Regions from separate parts of the Pan troglodytes genome. Here region 2 is linked to region 1. A link is a contact called in public HiChIP or PLAC-seq data. All regions are on one chromosome and are shown on one strand. Each heading gives the region's core, a stretch centred on a gene start, on an enhancer-like site or on the middle of the called end of the contact. The rest is flanking DNA. Distances are from core to core; before and after follow the strand shown.

Region 1 (7,608 bases), core at 2,158-4,657:
CTCATATTTTCTTAAGTTATTTTAAAGGTTCTTAATTCAGCTTGCTCAGTTCCTCTGAGCTTCTGGTCCTGGTAATACCCTTTTTTTTTGAAAGTAAAGAAATAATTTGAAATACAAAACCATTTCAACAAAACTATTTCAAAAACTTAATTTCTATAACGGATTAATATGTTAGGAACAGCTATGCCTTAAAACAAGCTAGTTCATGAAATACATTAAGAACTACTACCTGTAATATAACCAAACTATGTAACTCCAAATGCAACACTAAACTGCATTTGGAATGCAGTCTAAACTCACATTTGCAAAGTCAACTGGCTATCAAGGCACACGCATTTAGAATACAAACTGGCTAGGAAGACACGTGGTGAATTATTTGTTGCATTTTTTCCTACCTTTCTACCACTGTGAATGAATCTTCAAAGCCTAAGGCAATATATACCGGCCATATGAATTTAGCTTTTTACTTAAAAAGCGCAAAAACTTGTAGCTTAGGACTGTTTGAATCTGAAAAGTTCCTAAGCCTTAAACGTTTTTTCTGAATTTCAGTTTACTCAGACAATGGTTAATAGTTGTTTTCAGACTGTCAAGGAAACTGAAACCAAGCAATATTACTGCAAGAAACTGAAAGGCTTCCAAGAATAACATAGGATAAACTCAACTCTCATTACAGTTTACAAATGAACATTTGATTTGCTCACCATAATAGTACTTACAAATTCCAACAGGACTGCACAGGAAGGTGTTGGTTTTTTCTCTGTAATCTTTATTTTCCAGTTTGTATTTTTATTTTGTATCCTCTGAAATAATATCGAAGTTCTTTGAAGATACTTAACCTACGACTATTTGACATAGAGTTACTTCAAGTCAGCTACCCATACTTCTGTTTTAAAGTTTTCATATGGCTATCTCCCGAATTAGCCAAGTTCTTTAGATTTAAGATCAAAGTCTTCTTTATTATTCCATGTACTTGCCACTGTTGTACTTGTCCACTCCAGATGAAATATCCAATTTACGAGCCAAAAAGCAAAAACAAAAAGAAAATTTCACATCTGAAGAGCATTCCTAAACATCAGCATATATACAGAGACACACATAGCTATCTCAATACTACCATGCTGCCGGAAAACTGCAACATCTTAAATTTCCACGTAAATAAAAGATAAAAGGAAAAAAACTCTGTATTCTTTCAATGTCTTCATTCAGAAAAAGTGTCCCATTGTGACATGAAAGAGCTGAAGTCAAAAATTCCTAAAACTTTCAATAAAGGTAAAAATAAACTGCCATGAAACTTCAGCAATACTCAGTCATTTGAAACTGCTGAAACTACTCAGTACACAAATCAACGTCTCTCAGTTTCGGCTGAAGAACCCCAACAACGGGGTGGGGGAAGGGGAGGCAAAAATTACCACCAGCTGAAATACTGTAACCAGTTATATAATCCGTTTGAACCAAAATACTGAAGAAATGCTGCCTGGGTCTCTTTTTAAGTAGCTTGCTGAATTGTTCACTACTATCAATTCACTTCACAGACGATTCTTGCCAATTTTAATAAACTTCTGGGGCAAAATTATCCAAAAACACTGTAAATCCAAAATGGCCACTTAAAATATCCGGGGCCTTTTACACAAAACCTAGATGATGATCTTCATATCTGAGTAATTCAATCACCTGTAAAAGTTATAAAAAAAATTACATACTGAGTTTTGATTTTGAGCTAAAAAAATCAATCCCCAACTTAAAAAGTCAACCTCTGGAGAGAAAATCACTTCTATATAACCCTACAGGAGCCTGGAAAAGGGCTTCTTTACCCAAGCAAGCACCCGATAAAAGTCTACTGAATGAATAAGACATCGGAGTAGAGGGAGGGAAAAACGGTAGGTGACGGTATTATGGAGGGCAAGGGCAGATTTCACCTGGGAAGGGGTGCAGATCCCATACTGGGGAATTACATAAGCAAACCTTATACTCCTTGAATAAATTTTAAAACTATGAAATTGGCACATAATCTTACAAAAGATCTCCAACCCTCTTCGATGGACCAAGGAAAGCGAAGACAGGTGTGCTGCCACGGAGCATTAGCAAATGTAACTCAGAGATAAGTGTAAAGAGAAAGAGGCTCCCTCCAAATCAGAACGTCTACTAGAGGAGGCATATTCCCACCCAGTAAGGCCAGAAAGGTGAACTAGAAGTAGGGCAAACCCGCTTCTTAAATTCTCCCGAGGAGACTTCCCCACTTCTGAGGGAGCAAAGGGCTAGAAGGTGTAGGTTTCCACTTCCTCGAATTAAGAAAACAGGTTTCTCCCAAAACTGAGGGGGTGGAAGGTACAGGGCCCTTTTCGTAAACCAAAGAATGGTTCTCTCTCAAAAATGCACATGTCCCCTCAGACCCCACAGGACTCGGAGGAACAAAGTAGCCTTCGCCCAGTCCACGGCAAGTGCCACGGACCTGGGAGAGGCGGGGAAAGCTGAGGCGCTGCTGAAGAAACCGCCGAAGGCCACAACTCGGCCTCGACTCCCTCAGCCCTGAGAAGGGTAGTGGTGCAAAACCAGGCGGGCGTGTGCAAGAGGCCGGGGGAAGGAAGGCCGAGCACGGAGAGCGTCGGACTCGCTCCCAGCCTCCGCCAAACGCCAAACACCCCCCAACCAAGCCGCCGGGGCTAAACCACCCACCCCCTCCTCACAACCACCACCTCCGCTCCACCCCGGCCGAGTCAATACCTAGAGGGGCCTATCTGCGCCTCCCTCCCCTCTCACTCCTTGCTTCTCGCCGCCCCTCCGTCGGCGGGCAGCCTCACACCTCGCGCCACCAACGCCGCTCCCGACCCCTCAAACCCCAACACGGACACGGGCACTCCCCTCCTCCCCCGGGCTCGGGCGTGGAGCCTAGAGGACGGTATTACCTTCTGCCCCACCAGAGGTGCCCCTGGCCTGGGGGTGCCGCCGCGCCTGATCCCGGGAGAAGGTTTTCGGTACTTTGAATAATCCCCTTTTGCCGCTTTTCCCTCCCCCACAACCAGTCTCAGTCCCAAAATGGCGCCGACCCGATCCGCAATGTTCTGGGCCAAGTCTCGCGAGATCGCGGACAGTGGCGAGGCGGGGAAGGAACTAGAGGGATTGAGGAGGGAGGGAAGGCGGGGCGAGGAGAAGGAGGGAGAAAGGGTGTGGAAGAAGCGGTGCGAACGAACCTACTGGGCGGGACACCAGGAAGAGCGCCTCCACCAGAGAACCTTCTGGCCCAAGCAACCGCTCACGCCGCGGTCAAAGAAGCTCCGCCCTCTACGTCGGGCGCCTGGGGGGAGGGGGAGAAGGCGTGGCTAGGGCTGGGGGCGGGGCTTCGAGGAGGCCCCGGAGCAGGGGCGCGCGGGGGGCGGTGGCTCCACGCGGTGACGTCAGGAGCAGCTGGAGTCGGGGATTACCCCCTGCTGCTGACGTGAGGACGGTGAACAATCGGGAACGTTCGGTGGAAGGGGGAATTCCCCGCCGCTCCCTGAGGAGCCCCTCCTCCCGCACCTCCCCCCGTCCGGGGCTGCCTCGGAGTCCGGGCTGGTGGGGCCGCGCAGAGGGCGAGAGGGGGGTGCTGCGCCGGGAAGCGGCCGCGCAGGCTCGAGTGGCGCGCGCTGCAGCGTCTTCCCCAGCTCTAAGCTCCCGAAGCTGCGCCGCAGCTCCTCCGAGCTTCAAGCTGCGGAAGACGCTGCGGCGCACGCCCTTCGCCGGGTACCCTGCTTGGGCCTCGCGCTCGGGCCTGGGTGAATCGGCGCTCACACGGCGCCTATGCTCAGCTCTGCGCAGGCGGAACATCTGCCGAGCCGGCGCCGGAGCGGTAGGGCACGCTGAGGGGATGCTCCACCGTGGCATGCGAACGCGGACTGTGTCAGGCATGAGAGGTGCACACGGGAGCCCTGCGGCTGAGGAAAGCAGACGTGCGGGGAGCCAAGCCCAGACTCTCAAGAGGGTAGAAATGGCTACTAGGTATAATCATGCTAATTATTTTTCTTTCTACTAAATCTGCAGTAGGTGAATTATTTCAACAGCCAGAGTATCAGAACCACAGAGCCCATTCGAGATTTTTAAAAATCAGTATTACCGTGTTCAAAGTTGTTTCTCTAATTGTGACACCTTTTCGCCTTATAACCGTAGCCTCACTTTAACACCTGGGAAGTTGGCATTCTATGAAAAAGAAAAATCACATTTGTTTAGAGGGAAGGTGGGGGGAGGTTGTCTCAAAGAGGGAAAGTCTGGAAAATAAAGATATTTGGCTGTTCGCCCTCCCCTAAGCCACAAGGACTTCATAACGTAGAAATTTTATGGTAGTTGTACATGCATTATGGGGTTTGTAGTTTAATGGAATGTTTCTAGAAGATACCTGAAAAAGGGTGGAACGTAAACTCACCAAAATTTACCGTCCCCAACCTTCTGTTTTAATCTTTATCGGGAGTTGGCCACTTTAAGCAATTAATAATGCCCCTCTGCGGGGCAGAGGAAAGGGAATTAACACTTGCTGGATGCCTTGCCCGTGCCGGGCATTTTAATGCTTGTATCACCCTCTGGGGTGGGTACTATTTTGCAGATAAGGAAACAGGATGAGATTGACGTGTTTAACGTTACAGAATATGGAAGTTGGGCGCCACAACTTGGCTGTACCACATTTAAACTCAAGTCTATTAGGGGCTTGATCCACTTTCTTTTCTCTACACCACATTGTTTCCGTATAAGCAACTTACGTGTTGGGAGAGGACCTGCTCGTGCTTTTATGTGTAAGCATGATATCAAACCAAGAAAAAATAAAGGAAACAAAAAAAAAACCCAAGGATAAAACTGATAACTTAGACACACAATTTGTGCCTTTCATGTGACAGAAGACACTATAAAGTCGAACAACTGGTAGTGAAACAGAGAAACAATTGTAGTAAATCACAAGCAAGTTAATATTTATATTCGATTACCATCCTTAGCGTATGTTTTATTTGCATAAGAAAATATAAAGAGCTCTTACAAATTATTAAGAAAAAGATAACACCCACTCTTTTAAAAAGTTAAGGGCGGACCGGGCGCGGTGACTCACGCCTGTAATCCCAACACTTCAGAAGGCTGAGGCTGGAGGATCACCTGAGGTCGGGTGACCAACACAGCGGAAACCCCCTCTCTACTAAAAATACAAATATTAGCTGGGCGTGGTGGCGGGCACCCATAGTCCCAGCTACTAGGGAGGGTGAGGTATGAGAATCGCTTGAACCCAGGAGGGAGAAGTTGCAGTGAGCCAAGATTGCACCACTGCACTCAAGCCTGGGCGACAGAGTAAACCCTGTCTCAAAAAAAAAAGTTTAGCCCGGGCGCGGTGGCTCACGCCTGTAATCCCAGCACTTTGGGAGGCCGAGGCGGGCGGATAACCTGAGGTCGCGAGTTCTAGACCAGCCTGAACAACTTGGAGAAACCCCGTCTCTACTAAAAATAACAAAATTAGGCTGGGCGCGGTGGCTCACGCCTGTAATCTCAGTACTTTGGGAGGCCGAGGCGGGCGGATCACGAGGTTAGGAGATCGAGACCATCCTGGCTAACACGGTGAAACCCCGTCTCTACTAAAAATACAAAAAAAAAATTAGCCGGGCGTGGTGGCGGGCGTCTGTAGTCCCATCTACTCGGGAGGTTGAGGCAGGAGAATGGCGTGAACCTGGGAGGCGGAGCTTGCAGTGAGCCGAGATCTCTCCACTGCACTCCAGCCTGGGCGACAGAGCGAGACTCCGTCTCAAAAAACAAAAACAAAGCAAAAAATATATATACACAAAATTAGGCCGGGCGTGGTGGCTCTGGCTCACGCCTCTAATCCCAGCACTTTGGGAGGCTGAGGCTGGTGGCTCACCTGAGGTGAGGGGTTCAAGGCTAGCTTGACCAACATGGTGAAACCCCATAGCTAGTAAAAACACAAAAATTAGCCAGGCGTGGTGGTGCGCGCCTGTAATCCCAGCACTTTGGGAGACCCAGGCGGGCGGATCACTTGAGGTTAGGAGTTTGAGACCAGCCTGGCCAGCATGGTGAAACCCCGTTTCTACTAAAAATACAAAAAATTAGGCCGGATGCGGTGGCTCATGCCTGTAATCCCAGCACTTTGGCAGGCCTAGGCGGGTTGATCACGAGGTCAGGAGTTCAAGACCAGCCTGCACAACATTGGCGAAACCCCGTCTCTACTAAAAATACAAAATTAGCCAGGCTTGGTGGGGAGCGCCTGTAATCCCAGCTACTTGGGAGGCTGACGGAGGAGAATCACTTGAACCCGGAAGGTGGAGGTTGCCGTGAGCTGAGATCACGCCATTGCACTCCAACCTGGCATTGCACTCCAGCCTGGGCGACAGAAAAAAAAAAATACAAAAAATTAGCTGAGCATGGAGGTGGGCGCCTGTAATCCCAGCCACTTGGGAGGCTGAGGCAGGAGAATTGCTTGAACCTGGGAAGTGAAGGTTGCAGTGAGCCGAGTGCAGCTGCACTCCAGCCTGGGCAGCAGAGCAAGACTCCGTCTCAAAAAAATAAAAAATAAAAAGTCAAGGGCATGAACAAGCTAGCCGGGTGTGTGTGTGTATACATACATAACATATGGGGGGATTTAATAATTATATGAAAAATTATCGCACCTCACTAGAAATCAGAAAAACTTAAACAGTAATATACCACTTTCAAATAGCAGATTGACAAAGATTTTAAAAGACCAAAAACCTGGATGAGGATAAGGAATTGGCCGGGCGCAGTGGCTCACGCCTGTAATCCCAACACTTTGGGGAGGCCAAGGTGGGTGGATCGTTTGAGGTCAGGAGTTCGAGACCATCCTGCCAGCATGGTGAAATTCCGTCTCTACTGAAAATACAAAATTAGCCGGGCATGGTGGCGGGTGCTTGTAATCCCAGCTACTCCGGAGGTTGAAGCAGGAGAATCACTTGAACCCGGGAGATGGAGATTGCAGTGAGCCGAGATTGGGCCACTGCACTCCAACCTGGGCAATAGGAGGGAAACGCTGCCTCAAAAAAAAAAAAAAAAGAAAAAGGATATAAGGAATAGGCATTTATTTGCATTAACCATATCAAGAATGAAACTCTTGATATGTGCAAGGCTTTCTGGAAGACAGTTTGGCTTTCATAAAAATGTCAGAGCCTTTAAGACACCCTTTAAGCAGTTGTCTTACTCCTTGAAATTTATTTTAATAAAATAATAGGAGGCCAGGCACTGTGGCTCACGCCTGTAATCCCAGCACTTTGGGAGGCCGAGGCGGGTGGATCACAAGGTCAGGAGGTGGAGACCAGCCTGACCAAGATGGTGAAACCCCATCTCTACTAAAACTGCAAAAATTAGGCTGGGCGTGGTGGCTCACGCCTGTAATACCAGCATTTGGGGAGGCCGAGCCAAGTGGATCAGTTTAGGTCAGGAGTTCAAGACCAGCCTGGCCAACATGGTGAAACCCCGTCTCTACTAAAAATACAAAAAATTAGCCGGGCGTGGTGGTGGGCGCCTGTCATCCCAGCTACTTGGGAGGCTGAGGCAGGAGAATCGCTTGAACCCTGGAGGTGGAGGTTGCGGTGAGCCGAGATCAAGCCATTGCACTCCAGCCTGGGCAACAAGAGT
Region 2 (7,608 bases), core at 2,595-5,094, 270 kb after region 1:
TCCCATCAATGAGTACCCCATCCAGGCATCTAAAAATAAACGGATTTCCAATGGACTGGAAAAAGATCGGCTCATACTTCTGATATACTGTACCTATTACACAACAAGACAAAGAAATATGATAACAACATGAAAAATCATAAACACTGCGATAAGAACCCTTCTTTGGAATATAATCACATTCTCTTTAGTTACGTTCTCCCTTTTAAAGCGTGAACGCCCAATAGCAGATGGAGCACAGAACCAACTCATCCACACAGCAAAACAGAATATGGCTCTCTTGGTTAATGATAATATGAACATCACATTTTAGGCTCAGTTTTACAAAGTCATATATATACATATACACATTTATATGTATATGTGTATATATATACACACACACATATATATTTAAGTAGAATGTGATTTAACATCTAAAGAGTTTGAAGAAATTTATTTTGCTAATAATTAAATAATGTAGACACATATGGGAATAGATGAGTCTGACATTAAGGCTGTTTCTCCTTTCACTGGCAAAAGATGAAATGAGAAAATATTTACCGAGTGCTTCCTATGTTCCAGGCATGTTAATCTATTTATTAAACTTCTTTTAGTATTAATTTATTTATTCTATTTAGTCTTTACAAAATTATATTACTCGTACAGCAGGAAACTGAAACTCCCTTGTTTGGGGATGTAAAATTAGAAAACAGGAGAATGAATTTTTAAAAACCTGGGTCTATCTGACTCAAATATTCACACACACACTTTCCACTATACCAAATAATATAATGTTAGTTTAACACATAACGTAGTCTATTTAGCATTCTAGTTAATGATCTTGTGCCAAGAAATTGCCTTACTTTCCAAGTGTAGAAAGGGCAGGAAGGTCTTTATTCGGTGACTTATGGGTTTAAATGCTGTCTTTTATGTTTTGATCCGTACGCTTTTTTTTTCTCTTTTTTTTGAGATGGAGCCTAGCACTGTCGCCCAGGCTGGAGCGCAATGGCACAATCTCGGCTCACTGCAACCTCCGCCTCCCGGGTTCACGCCATTCTCCTGCCTCAACCTCCTGAACAGCTGGGATTACAGGTGCACACCACCACACCTGGCTAATTTCTTGTATTTTCAGTAGAGACAGGGTTTCACTATGTTGGCCAGACTGGTCTCAAACCCCTCGCGATCTGCCCGCCTCGGCCTCCCAAAGTGCTGGGATTACCGGCGTGAGCCTATCCATACCATTTTTATCCTTAGCTATCAATTAAACCAAACTGACATGTTTCTCTAGTGCTTTTTAAGTAATTTGTCAAAGTGGGTCATACTATGTTCTAAATTTAAACGTTGACAGGAAAGCTTTCCTTGAAAGAAAAAGTGCATTTATCCCAACAAATACTCCAGGATACTTTCTAACACAAAACAATTTACAAACAGTTAATTTCCGAATTAGAATTGCAAAAATCTATGGAAACTCGAGTTTCCAATTTAATCCCTTACTCTAAGGATTGCAAGGCTGGGTATGTTACTGAACTTATGTTTATCAATACGTAAGAAGCTTGGCAAAGTATAATATTAATCGTGCTGTTACCAGGATACATAGATACGACTGCGCCTTTTGGTACCAATCCTTTAGTAACGAAGACACCTTTTCCAGCAGAAATCAATGAGCTAGTTGCTTGGGCAACACTGAAACCCAAAGTCTTGTAAAGAATTTCTTCTGGTTTAAAGGTACTTTGCTGTTGATGTCTGTTTTCAAGCAGTTTCACCCCTTGATGTTCAACTGCCAGTAGGTCTTGATATTTTGATTTAACAGATTCTGGAAGCATAGTCAAGATTTCTGATTGTTTATTGAAATCATTTAAGAATAGAGCCTGGAAAACTTTCAGTAATGTTCCTAGGACATCTTCATCTGAGATAACTTTGTCTTTGGATTCCTCTGGAACATATCGGAGGGTCCTGAAAATGGGAAAAGTTTCTATTCACTACCCTTCAACTGATAAAAGCCAAACTTACCTGCATACCTTCTGGGTTCCTGGCCTTAAGGAACTATAAGCTTATTCTCATGTGTGTGGAGGGCTGGAAACTAAGTTCAGAAAAGAATTGTTTGAGGGAGTTCTAGTTAGCTAACTCCCAACACTTCCCACCCAAGTAGTCAGTACTTATGAAAGGCCCATTCTATACCACATGCTGTGGGGTCCTTACATTATTCCATTTTTGCAGACAAGGAAAGCAAAATTGTTAGGGAACTTGCTCAAGGTCCCAAAGCCAGTAAGTGGGAGAGCCAGAGGCAGAAACGAAGTTCAGCTCTTTCCCGTACTACACCCAACAGCCAAGCTGAATGTCATCACAATGAGAATGAATGACCTCACATTCAATGGCTTTCTAAAAATGGCCTTGTAGTTTCAAAGACAAATTCAACATCATATACTTTGTGACACTCCCTCCAGGACGACTAACGTCTTCAATGACTGCATCTCTTATTTCCATAATCATTATCTTTTTGTACTAACTGCATTATTTTTACTTGAACAAAAAGGTTGTAATTCCCGCCTCACGGTTCCGTAGTCATGATACAACTGATCTCCTGTTTCCCTAGCATGCAACCTTCGGGAAACCGCTTTGTTTCCCTATTTGTCGGACACTGACTTCAGGGAGGCCCGGTCGGCCTCTTTGGTGAGCACCGTGTTGAGCTGATCACTGGTGCGCCCTTAATAACGCCGGCGGGACTCACCCCAATCCGAAACCCACCATCCCGACGTGCTTTTGAGCGGCGTTCTGCCCGTTCTTAACGCGCGAGCTACTGCACGCTATTCTCACAGCCGGGATGGGCTTCTTTAACCACGTGAACTACTTGTATGAACTATGAAAATAAACCCTGGCTTGGCTTTTCTGAGGAAGTTCAAGCACCTAATTAAGCCCTGGTGGAGAAAAAGCCACGCACTCTCACGCGGTAAGGGCAGTCTTTTAAAAAAGTTTCCATTTTTGCCCAGATACAAGCTCCCCAGTCAGTGCCGAACGCAACAGGGAAGAACAGGCGACACCTCCGGCTGGCGAGCTCGGCCTCGCGGGCCCGGCAGCGCAGCGGACACTGGGAAAGAGGCCATAGGCCCCGCCCACCTGAAGCCACCGCCCACTTCAGGCTTCCAGCGGGCCTCGGACTCCACCAACCTCGGCCCCGCCCGCCTCTGGCCCGCGTTCCTTAAACCCCTCCGAGGCCTCAGTCCCCGCCCACCCGGCCCGCCCACCTCAGTCCCTGCCCACCCGGGCCCGCCCATCTCAGGCCGGCAGTCCGCCTCAGGCTCTCCGCTTCGCGTCCAGCCGCCGTGGTGGCGTCTGGGAACTGAAGGCAGGTGCCCCTCGTTCTGCCGTCCCGCCCTCTCACCTCGGGTTGTGGCTTAGGTTCAGTGCGATCCAGGGAACGAAGCGGTACTTGTAACGGCGCCATCGCTGCCACAGGCCCCGCAGCAGACGGCCAGGCATGGCTGCCCCGCGGGGCCGTGACCAGGACGGCGCGGGGAAGGCGGATCGAGGCCTCGGGCCCGCCCCGGCCCGGGAGGAGAGGGGGCCGCGCTCGGCCGCCTTCCCCTGGCTCCGCCCTCAGTGTTCCTGGCACCGCCTGACTTCTGTTGCTCTGGGGCTTCGTCCTTCCCCTTTCCTGACCTCACCTCTCTGAATGAGAGGCGCGTAGAGCTGGAAGGAGGTCCCCTTGACCCCTTTTTCTTTCTCCGGTCGCTCGGGTGCTTCCGTGGGCGCACACACGCGCTAGCCCTGGTTGCGGGCGAAGGGTCACCGGGCCTCAGGGGCGAACCCGCCCCCGAGACCGCGTCCCAGGAGCGGACCGCCTAGTTTCTCTGTCACGGCTGTCTGGCCTGCCCCTTTGTCCCGGCCGCGCTCTGTGTTCCATCCTCCGTCCACTTGAGCTCTGCCTCTTCCTCGACGTTCTCTCCCCTTCTCTCCGTGGCCCCAGAGCAGCCCGACTTCGGGAACCCGAGTTTCAGTCCTCCCTAGACAGCAGCCCTTCTTCTGCGTGAACCCGTGTTCCCAAAGTTACCAGTTTGGGCGTTTTGCGAATATTTACACGTAAAAAAACGAAGTGTCATGATTCCCTATTTTCACTCGTTTTTCTCTTCATTGACCCAACCATTCAAAGGCAAAACTACATGGACAAATGTTTCTGAAAAACAGCTTTGTTGAGGAATGGTTGGGATACAATAAACTGCACATATTTAAAGTGAACAATTTGATAGGTTTTCGACACCACAGCCAAGATAGTAATCCAGCCCCTCCCCCAGTCCCCAAGCAACCACTGAGGTGCTTTTGTCCTTTTAATATGGTCTTGACTTCAATTTGGAAACGTTTTATCTAGAAGTTCTGCATCTGTGTTCGTGAGAGATATTGTTTCGTAGTTTTCTTGTAGTGTCTTAATCTGGCTTTGGTATTTAGGCTAATGTTGACTTCATAGGATGAGGTGGGAAGTAGTCCCCCATAGGTGAAATTTAAAAGGAACTTTACGACCGCTCCTCCCCAACACCCAGATGCATGCACACGCACACACATATTTAGAACAGGTTTGGACAAAGTTCAGTTTTAAGGGGGGCAAACTACAGGAATCCCTTAACCATATTCAAATCACCAAGTGTTTATTGACAGATAAATACGTTGGTATCATTTCCTCTATTCTTTGCCTGAGAGTGAGGTTGGATCCTAAACTATTGAAATTGAACGGCTCAGATCTAATAAAAACTCAGCCAAGGCCGGGCGCAGTGGCTCACGCCTGTAATCCCAGCACTTTGGGAGGCCGAGGCGGGTGGATGACCTGAGGTCAGGAGTTCGGGACCAATCTGGCCAACATGGCGAAACCCCGTCTTTACTAAAAAAGAACAAATACAAAAATTAGCCGAGCGTTGGTGGCACGTGCCTGTAGTCCCAGCTACTCAGGAGGCTGAGGCAGAAGAATCGCTTGAACCTGTGAGACGGAGGTTGCAGTGAGCCGAGATCCGCCACTGCACTCCAGCCTGGGTGACAGAGTGAGATCCCGTCTCAAAAAAAAAAAAAAAAAAAAATTCAGCCAATCGCCAGTAGCTGCGGGACTAATTTGTTCTATTCTGAAAGAAATAAAGAGAAAGAGTATCTACCAATGTCTCTATTTCGTTCATATCATATAGAATGTTAGCAAACTCTAGAGGCTTTCTCTCAGACTCTGTGTTTGTTTGATAATTTGGCATAATCTAGATTTACCTGACTTGCTAAATGGAGTCAATTCAGTTCCAGGATGTATTAATAAGTGGCATACAAGAAAGTTTCTTTATAGTCTCCAAACTTAACAGAGAACCCAAAAGAACTAGTTTAATCTTTACCTGTGGTAATGTACTTGTCTAAAAAAAGAAAAAAATCAGTTTTTGTATATTTTTACAGTTTTTTTATATTTATGGTATTAAAATTAAATTTTGGTTAGCTAAGTAATTAATGAAAACCTTCTTTTTCTAGTTTCTTAAAGTAGGTTATTAGGTCACTAATTTTAATCTTTTCTTCTTTTCTAATGGAAGCATCTAAAGTTATACAAATAGAAACATGGTAGCTAAAGCTCAAGTCACCCTTAACCAAACACCGTACCTTGTACTTCCACCAATCCTGGTACTTGGCGCTTCTCAGAAGTTATCAGACGGGTGTGTTTTCTGCCAGTTTTATTTTTATGTATTTACATACCTGCGTATGTTTTTATAGAAAATACATAGTATTTTGTGTGAGTATTGTTAAAATATTATAAGGATCCACAACTTCTTTGATTTCCTCAAAAATACATCTTGAAGATCTACCCATATTGGTTTGTGTAAGTCTACTGCATTCTTCTATTTTTGAGGTTTTGCCTTCAAGTTTAATATTTACTGTAGTTTTCTAGTAGGTATGTATACTTTATGAAGTTTTTTAAAGTTCTATTTTTGACTTTCCAAAAATTGTTATTGTTTTAAATTTTAAATGAATGATAAATATCAAATGCTTTTCTCTGCTTATTGAGATGACCATATAGTTTCTATTCATTTATTCGTGTAGTGAATGACGACACATTGTCAAATGTTGACCCGTCCTTGGATTTCTGACATAACTACTCAGTTATGAGTACCTCTTTGGTCAGATTCTGTAGGTTTTAATATATGCTATTGTCATCCCACATTTATTTTGAAGTATGTTTTAAAATTTTTAGATAGAATTTGCCTGTGAAAACATCTGGGCTTGTAATTTTCTTTGATAATAAATTCAACTTATTTTAAAGATATAGGGCTATTCATAATGTCCGTTTCATCTTGTGTTGTTTGGTAAGTTATATTTTTATGGAATTTGTTCATTTTGTCTAAGTTGTCAAATATCTTGGTATAAAGTTGTTTATAAATACTGTCTTACTAACCTTTTAATGTCTGTATGATCTGTTGTAATAGCCCATTTTTGTTCCTGATTTTGGTGATTTGTGTTCTCTTCTTCATCATTGTAATTGAGGGTTTGTCAATCTTTTCAAAGAAACAGCTTTTGGCTTTATTACTTTTCCCTGCTTATTTTTTATTTTGTTGACCTCTGTTCTTATCTTTTTTCTCTCTTTTTTTATTTTTAGTGATGGGGTCTCACTGTGTTGCCTGAACTGGTCCCCAGGTGACCCAACTGCCTATGCCTTCCAAATAATTGGAATTACAGGCATAAGTCACCGTGACCAGTCATATTCTTATCTTTATTATTTTATGTTTTCTACTTAAACATAAAGTAGTTTATTTTTCTCTTCTTTTTCTAGTTTCTTAGAATAGAATATTAGGTCACTGATTTTGGTCTTTCCTTCATTTCTATAGAAGCATCTAAAGTTATAACTATCCTTCCAAACATTACTGTAGCCAAATCTCAGGAATTTTGATATGTTGTATTTTCATTATCATTCAGTACAAAATATTTTTAAAATTTCTTTGTTATTTATGTTTTTAATCCATGAAATATTTAGAAATGTGTTTTTAATTTCCAAATATTTGGGATTTCTAGATATCTTATTGTAACTGGTGTTTAGTTTAATTCTGTTGTGTCAGAAAACATGAATGATTTCAATTCTTTTAAATTTATTGACTTGTTTTGTGTCCCAGCATGCACTCTATCTTGGTGAATATACCGTGTTCAGTTGAAAGGAGTGTATATTCTGTAGTTGTTGGGTTTAGTGTTCTATAAATATTAAGTAGGTCATTGGTTCATAGTGTCTTTTAAATCATCTGTCTTTATTGATTTACATAACTTTTAAATACAGATGAATGAAGAATGACAATTTGACAGACAGTTTTATAATATATCATAGATAGCAAGCAAAAGATTGGCCACGATGGGCATGGAGATATGCTGCTATCCAAAATTACCCTCTTCTTCTGACTCTTTTTCCCACTTCCTGTTGTTTCCAGTTTCCCCAAATACTCTACCCAATTGAATATAAGAATGTATGTGCTGTGTTTTCCATTTAAAACCCATTTATGCTATAAATCACAAAACTACTGTGTAGGAAAAATGTTCTTTTTTGAGACAGGGTATAGCTCACTGCAGCCTCCAAACTCTTGGGTTCAAGCAATCCTCCCTCCTTATTCTCCCCAAGTAGCCGGGATTACAGGCACG

Evidence for each region. HiChIP or PLAC-seq counts read pairs in DNA pulled down with a chosen protein or histone mark.
Region 2: a contact with region 1 is called in an H3K4me3 HiChIP or PLAC-seq map of stem cell-derived excitatory neurons, with 6 times the contacts expected there. The contact joins the promoter of SETD9 here to the promoter of GPBP1 in region 1. A contact is called at or near these places in 1 of 7 Hi-C or Micro-C datasets (stem cell-derived neural progenitor cells) and 1 of 1 datasets of contacts at active chromatin or transcription factors (stem cell-derived excitatory neurons).

What each region holds. Positions count from the first base shown.
Region 1 is chr4:57,453,278-57,460,885 of NHGRI_mPanTro3-v2.0_pri, forward strand. GPBP1 (GC-rich promoter binding protein 1) reads right to left here and starts at 3,408. Exons shown (of 13, transcript XM_009449137.4): 1 at 3,189-3,408; 2 at 717-1,671.
Region 2 is chr4:57,725,191-57,732,798 of NHGRI_mPanTro3-v2.0_pri, forward strand. It overlaps SETD9 (SET domain containing 9), which reads right to left and starts at 3,845. Exons shown (of 6, transcript XM_063811230.1): 1 at 3,362-3,845; 2 at 1,568-1,935; 3 at 1-93. The coding sequence starts at 3,459. LOC107974736 (a long non-coding RNA gene) reads left to right here and starts at 3,238. Exons shown (of 8, transcript XR_008548237.2): 1 at 3,238-3,325.